Regions from separate parts of the Zea mays genome. Here region 2 is linked to region 1. The links are chromatin contacts, called in public Hi-C maps. All regions are on one chromosome and are shown on one strand. Each heading gives the region's core, a stretch centred on a gene start, on an enhancer-like site or on the middle of the called end of the contact. The rest is flanking DNA. Distances are from core to core; before and after follow the strand shown. Region 1 holds the start of LOC100304334. Region 2 holds the start of LOC100277277 (Mediator-associated protein 2).

Evidence for each region. A called contact is a pair of places that touch in the nucleus more often than the background predicts.
Region 2: a contact with region 1 is called in a Hi-C map of tassel, with 2.8 times the contacts expected there. The contact joins the promoter of LOC100277277 here to the promoter of LOC100304334 in region 1. A contact is called at or near these places in 4 of 25 Hi-C or Micro-C datasets (ear, leaf and tassel).

What each region holds. Positions count from the first base shown.
Region 1 is chr3:37,373,888-37,377,638 of Zm-B73-REFERENCE-NAM-5.0, reverse strand. LOC100304334 reads left to right here and starts at 1,525. Exons shown (of 10, transcript NM_001356615.1): 1 at 1,525-1,728; 2 at 1,916-2,005; 3 at 2,433-2,485; 4 at 2,658-2,733. The coding sequence starts at 1,681.
Region 2 is chr3:37,580,425-37,584,007 of Zm-B73-REFERENCE-NAM-5.0, reverse strand. LOC100277277 (Mediator-associated protein 2) reads right to left here and starts at 2,023. Exons shown (of 6, transcript NM_001407190.1): 1 at 1,659-2,023.

The DNA.
Region 1 (3,751 bases), core at 276-2,775:
TATATTTTAGAGACAAATTTACCTAATTGGTGATCTTATCCATGTGGTAGAGGTGCCAATAAAAAGTCACCAAAATTACACGTGCGAAAAACCTTCTCTGGGCTAGTTGTTTGGCTGGGCATTCAGGTTTACTCGAAATTTCGGGTTGGGCTTTTCGGGTTTTTTATATTTCGGGTTTCAAACAGCTAAACCCAAACCCGTATCCAAACCTTCGAGTACCCGTAATTTCGGGAATGGGTTCGGGTAATAGTAAATTACCCGATTTTACCAACCATGCATCGAACAATATATACAAAATTCCAGTTCCAATCACTCACACCAGTCACTCGACTCACACATAGCAGAGAGCACACACATCTAGTCTAGTCGTCCACAGTTCACACAACACAACACAACACAGCACTACAGGCCTACGACAATACACATTCCAACAGTACACAACCACACAACACAGTAGCAGGACTAGCAGCACAGTACGCATTCTAGCTTGCAGCAGCACACGATACAGGTAGCAGCACACGACGGTACGACACAATGGCTCACTGGCTAGGGTTAGGGTCTCGGGTGTGGGCGTCTGTCTGTTGTCTCACTGTTCGGGCGAGTGGGCGTGGACGACTTGGCTAGTTAGCTAGGCCGTGGGGCATGGCGTACTGGCGTGGGGTACTAGGGTGTGGGCACTGGGCCACTAGCCACTAGGCGCAACACGCTGGCAGGCTGGCGACCTGCTACTATAGCTAGTGCGCACACGAGGCTATGATATTTCGGGTTAAATGAGTAATTCGGGATCTACACGCTATTACCTGATTAGGCCCAAGCTAAATTCAGGTTTTTTGTTTTAATATCCGTTGGAACTATTTGGGTACTGGGCTTCAGGCTAAACAGGTATGGGTTCAGGTATTTTGGATTTTAGGCTTCGGACTCAGGTTTTATGTCCACATCTAGCTAGTGGGGCCTTGTTGCCAAACTACAAACTAAAACTTAAGGGCCTGTTTGGTTCGTGGCTAACTGTGCCACACTTTGCCTAAGGTTAGTCGTTCAAATTGAAGAACTAACCTTATGCAGAAAAGTTAGGCAAAGTGTGGCAAGTTAGACACTAAACCAAACAGGCCCTAAGTCTGTTTAGTTCGTCTTGCTCCGAGATCTAATTACAGTGCAAAGACAATTATATTATTTTACGTTTGGTTTTCATATGCTACAAATCCGTGCTTGTTACCTATTCCATTAAGATCACGGTGGTATCCATTCATGTAGTCCTAACCAAACAACACCTTATAAATTGACGCAGGGTCCGAAATGAAAAAGGCGCAACCAAACAACGTTAAGAAGGGAAGATAAGAGGATTTCAAATTCAAAAAAGAGAGCGTCTGCGCCTCCGCACGCACGGACACCGGGACACGGGCGGTTCATTGCTTCAAATCGTTGCCTGACCCAGGCAAAAATCTCAGACGTTGGATTTCGGTTGCCTGATCACTTGGCATCCAAACAGGCCCTACTAGCCGAGCGAGCGGCCGTCTCAAAAATCCCGCCCACTCTCTCTCTCTCTCACCAGGCACCCCCATTCCCTCCCCGTCTTCCTCCCCCATTTCTACCACGGCCTCGGCATCCCAAGTCTCAAACGTCAAACCCTTACCTCATCAGCGACGAGAGGGGAGCCCCGCCTCCGCCTCCTGCTTCTCTACTATGAACAACTTCCATGTCTACGAGGCCATCGGCCGCGGCAAGCACTCGGTAACTCTCCTCACTTCCTTTCCCCCGCCCCGTATGGTTTCAGTTCCGCTTTTCCCTCTCTCCGCCCTGGATCCGTTGTGTTTTTCCTCTCGGTAACTCGGGGCGGTCTGGGTTCCAGCCCGAGCGATTTGTGTTTTTTTCTCTGGTTTGTTGTTTGATTTGATGCTGGTGGTTGTGTGGAGCGAAGACGGTGTATAAGGGGCGGAAGAAGAAGACCATCGAGTACTTCGCTGTTAAGAGCGTCGACAAGTTGCAGAGCTCCAAGGTCCTCAACGAGGTGAGCCCTCTCCTTCCCCGCGTGCATCTTGAATCACCGTGACTGAGTCGCTACACCTTTGGTTTCTGTGGTCGTAGGCTGTTAATTTTTCTCCAGGACTTGATGTATCCTATTCAGCTACAAGGATCGGTTAGGTGTTGCTGTCTATGCAGAACTATATATTTGGCAGGGCCTGCCAAATCTTAAATCTCTGACAGTTAGGCTTGCTGATTTTATATTTCCAGTGGCTAATTACTGATAAGATGCCCACAGGAGACATGTTACAATAATACAGTCTGCATTTGCTTATGATGATGCTGTGTTATGATTTTAGATTGAGAACTCATTTCTGTGACCATGATTATACAACTATTGGCATGCGTGTACTTGTTTAGTTGTCTAGTTCTGTTCTTTCATACTAATTTTGCTTCTGAACTTATCTATACAGGTTCGGATGCTCCATTCCTTAGACCATGCCAATGTCCTGAAATTTTACTCTTGGTAAGGTTATTGGGTGTTTGAGTTGTCCTATAGATTCAGCTTGGCTGATTTTGCAATGTGATAACGATTTCTAGTTTCATAATAGGTTGATGCCCTTTTTCCTTTATGGCTCTATAAGAGTATGTGACCAGCCCAGTACATAGCATACTTATGTTGTACTTTTCTTCCCCAGGTATGAGACAACCGTACATTTCTGGTTAGTGTTGGAGTATTGCGTTGGTGGAGACCTGAAGGGCTTGCTTGAACAGGTTTCTTGCTTGTCAATTTAGTTACTGCATGCAATTTTCTCTAGCTCTAAAACGATATACAGTACATGCCATGTCTTTATGTGGTTGATAAATTGTAACCAGTCTGTTTAAGTTAGCAAGTACTGACCATATACATCAATGCAAAAAAATACAACATTATTGGTTTGCACTTGCTAGTTGTAATTGGCTACTTCAAAATAATAGTAATCAATGTGAAATGTTGAAATTAAGAGCTAAAAATTATAGTACACTTTGGTTTGAGAAATTGATTGAACAAATGAACAATCATCTACACATGTGGCTTTCTATGTTATTAAATAAAGGCATAGAAAAATTGAACAGATGCTTTTATGTTCTCAATTTCTCATCAGATGCACCTCATATGCATATCAGATCATTGCTGGCCTTTTGGTATCTTTTGCTGTTACATCATTGGTGTACTACTTTAATTTCGCTTTCCCCTTTGGATTGAAATAAATAAAGTGCTGTGAATTGTTCTTTTGTCCAGAAGAGAGAGAATGGAACAGTGATGAAATCCTGAAAACCCAATGTTTTCAAGTCGTCCGATTAATCGTCCAAGTCGGTTTGGATCAATCACGATTAATCGCCAAGTCGTCTGACTAATCATGATTAATCGCAATTAATCGTCCAAGTCGATCAGCCGGAACGACCAGCAAGTCGTCCGACTTGAAAACACTAACCCATTCTGCACACTGCAGCATTGCAGAATCTTCTACTCTAAACTAGACTACTAGGGCTACTTGTTATCTTGCTAGCGCTGATTGTTTTTTAATAGTTCATTGGCATTGTTGTTGTTGTGGCCAACTGCAAAGTGCAAAGGGCCATCCAATTATATGCCACCTGTTGTTACTTGTTATCCTCATGATAGACATTGGCTAGCATTTTCTGGAAAGTTAAGTTTGCTATATGCCAAGATCAATTATATTCTGCTTAGGAAGTACACAAGGTTGTTTTGCAAGGCATGTTTGTTGCTTTCAAGTTATTTACATTTTTGCCT
Region 2 (3,583 bases), core at 774-3,273, 210 kb before region 1:
TGCGCGCCAAGTACGACGCCGCTGTCTGTCTACATCATCCGCCGCGCCTACGCCTTGTACTCATATGTACGCCGCCCCGAGCCATACAGTACGCTTATTATTTATTTTATGTTCATGATGGTTGGAATCGAATCGACAGGTGCTGCTGCATTTGCTTCGGGCAGGCTACTACCTCCACAGAACAAGTTCAGGGCGCGTAGACAGCACGTCCATCCAAACCGTTAAAAACTTGCCCGTGTTGTGCAGTGCAGTTACGTCTTGCCACTGGAAACGGCGATCCCAACACGGTGACTCCCTTAAATTGATGATCCTGTTTTAATCCATTTTGTTGTCATTCTACACCTCTTATGGTTTATTCCATTTTGCAACAAATTGAGGGTTCATGATGGTAATTACGGTGCGACATTGTTGTAGGTCGGTCAACAAGAGTTCTCCCCTAGTTCGCCAGGCTGGCCCTACTACTGCATCCTCTATGATCAAGGATTCAAGGGTACGTTCTTTTCAGTGTATGTTCAAAATCTCTTAGCGAGCATCATCGTGCATCTAATTAGTTATGGTTGCTCCGCCTTCAGGTACACTTCTTTTGGCAACATACATAACACTGTTCCAAACAAGCTTCTGCGTGATGGCTCGGACGGGTACAGACCGACATACACGCTGTCAGATGGGAGCCTTGAAAGGGCTCGTAGAGCAGAGAAGGCTGTGAAGAAATATGATCCGCTTAACTAGTATGGTGTGCGCGCTCTACGCGTGTCTAATGTAACAGTGACAATATGCTGAATATACAGTACTCCCTCAGTGCCAAAATAAATTTTGTTTTGCTTTTGTATATGATTCATACAATACTTAGTGTATGTGTTCCATGACTATATGTGTGTCTAGATTTATCATCATTTAATTAAATATAGACATAAAAATCTAGAGGTAAATCGAATACAGTTTTGAAACGGAGGGAGTACAAATTAAAGATAGAGGTGAAAATTGTGCAAAGATTAGAACACGAGTGTGGCAGGTTCAGGATTTAAATGATGGGTATTCAAAATTGGTAAGTGGGTAAATTTTTTTGGTATACATAATACCATATAAAGTCTAACTATTTGGTATGTATAATATCACAATATATTATATATTTACATAACAACAATTTCATAGCAAACACATGATATATATCAAGCAAAATTTGGTCTTAGATGAGCATAAAATTGTTCAATACTAGTGAGTAGTGATAAGCACCAATATTTAAACTATATAAAGGATAGTAAATATCTAGATTATAAGAAAGTTATAGTACAATACAAGTTTTGGATCCTTCATATTTTAAAAAAAACGAACGATATGTCTTTATCCTTGGCTTGTAAAAAGAATTTCATTTCAATAAATGTAACCAAACAACCATTCAAGAATCCTTGCCCCCATTTTTTCGTAATAATAATTATTTTTCCGCAACAAAGAAAACAACAACTCATGAACTGTAAATAGTAAATAGGAGTACCATACAGTTCGACTTTGATGAACTGTACATATACAATATACTGCTATTTGTGAAGCGATATAATGGTATTCCTGATTGATGTATTAATCTATCTATCAATTAGAGAATTAAAAAATCATCAGTTCATCGCATTTAAATTGTTGAAGGCTTAAAGCAACGAAGCTACCTGTAGGAGAGACCTGTAGTCTGCGCCTCTGCGGATCGGTGGATGTGGATCGAACTTCAGACTTTGGGGTTGGCCACGCGCGAATGCGGCGCTTGGACTGTTGGAAGGCGAGGCGCGAGCCCGGGGGCGTCCGACTCCGGCTAGGCCGTCGGACGGTGGGTGGCGGCGCCGGCGTCACGCGTCGAGCCGGCGAGGGCCGATCGTCGAGGGCGAGGCCGCGAGGGGTCGGCCGACGGCGGGGGCGGGACACTGTCGGCGGCGAGGGCACGCCAGCGCCGCGCGTGTGGCGAGTGCTAGCAGGTGGCGGCAGCCGGTTCCGGGCTTGGCGGCGGTTGACTGTAGGGCTAGGCGGCAGTGGAGATAGGAGAAAGCAAGCTAGTAGTGTCTCTGTGCGAGAGAGATTGCCAGATTGGTGGGCTTACTGGGCTGCTGGGCTATGGTAATCTGATGGGCTGCATGGATGACGGCTCGTCAACATGTATTTTTATTTTATTTATTTATTTATTATTATTATTATATTGATTATATGTATTTATTTTCCCCTAAAATCTTGGGTATTCATTTGAATACCCATATATCATGGTGGGCCCACCCAGAGTGTTGCCCCCATGTAGAGCCAACAATGTAGTTAATATAAATTTACATATATGATAGTTTTGGCTAATATTTAGTTTATGCCAACGTCTTCTATGTTGCAAAAGGCAGAGTTTAGAACTTAGCACAACCAGTAGATATTTACATAGGTGGCATGTTCAGATAATGAAGAATTGTATGTACCATCTAGCTTATCTCAATGTTCCATCTACACCAAAATGCTAGCTGCGATCAAGTGGGATTAGATCTACAGTTACTCGTGGCATTCAACATACTACAAAATGGTATATTTGGTGAGTTGTAAGTAGGTAAGGTGGTGTGTAGCTCCTAGTAGGTCTCTGTGTCGCTTCTCTGTTAAACACTGTCATTGATACGTAGGGCATCGTGTTTTAGCCTGATGGAAAGCATATAATCAAAAATGTCTGCGGCGTAGATATGTTATGTACTCATTCTATCCCAAATTAAAATTAATTTTAGATACTTAATGGATTCATGCAATGTTTGATGTATTTGTTATATATATATATATATATATATATATATATATATATATATATATATATATATATTAGTTAAGTGCCCGTGCGTTGCGACGACACACAAATTATTGAGAGATCTATTGCTGCTCGTCCGTGTCAATGAGCTGCTCGTCTGTATCAATGACGGGCTATCATTGGTGGCTCACGTCTTGTGAAATGTAATAGACGTGTCCATCTTGCGAAACACGATGCAGATCTTCTTGCGTGGACAACAGAAATAACATTAAAAACCACAAGATTGATTAAGCTAAAGTAAACATTCAATATCCACAAACGCCTTAGTCATTTGTCGTGAAAATTCACGCAAGTACTGTAGTGCAATGTATTTGAATACGCAAACACTCCCTAGTAAGATGCCCGTGCTAACGATACGACAAATCAAATCTTACATATAGTTTATCATCCATGGACCACAAGATAAAATAGTATAAATAATAGGAAAAAATACACCAATGTGAGCCCAAGCAAATATAGGAAAGAGCTGACCAACCAGAACTACTCATCCTTCATTCCATCCGTACACAAAATCCAACAATAAAATTGGTGTGAATTATATGCAAGATACAGACCGAAACTTTAACTATTTATTTAAGTAAAACTAACTACAATAGGCTAAGTATATGTCGGTGCTGCCCAAGCTCTCCGGCTCCAAAGCCTCTAAAGCTTTGGATGCACGAGCTCATGCATCATATATGTGAGAAGCATTTGTCATCTCCCTAACAAATAGCTCAAAACATTCGGAGCCATTATTACTTGTTTGGTAATTATTTACAGTTGGAGGATGTTTTGTAG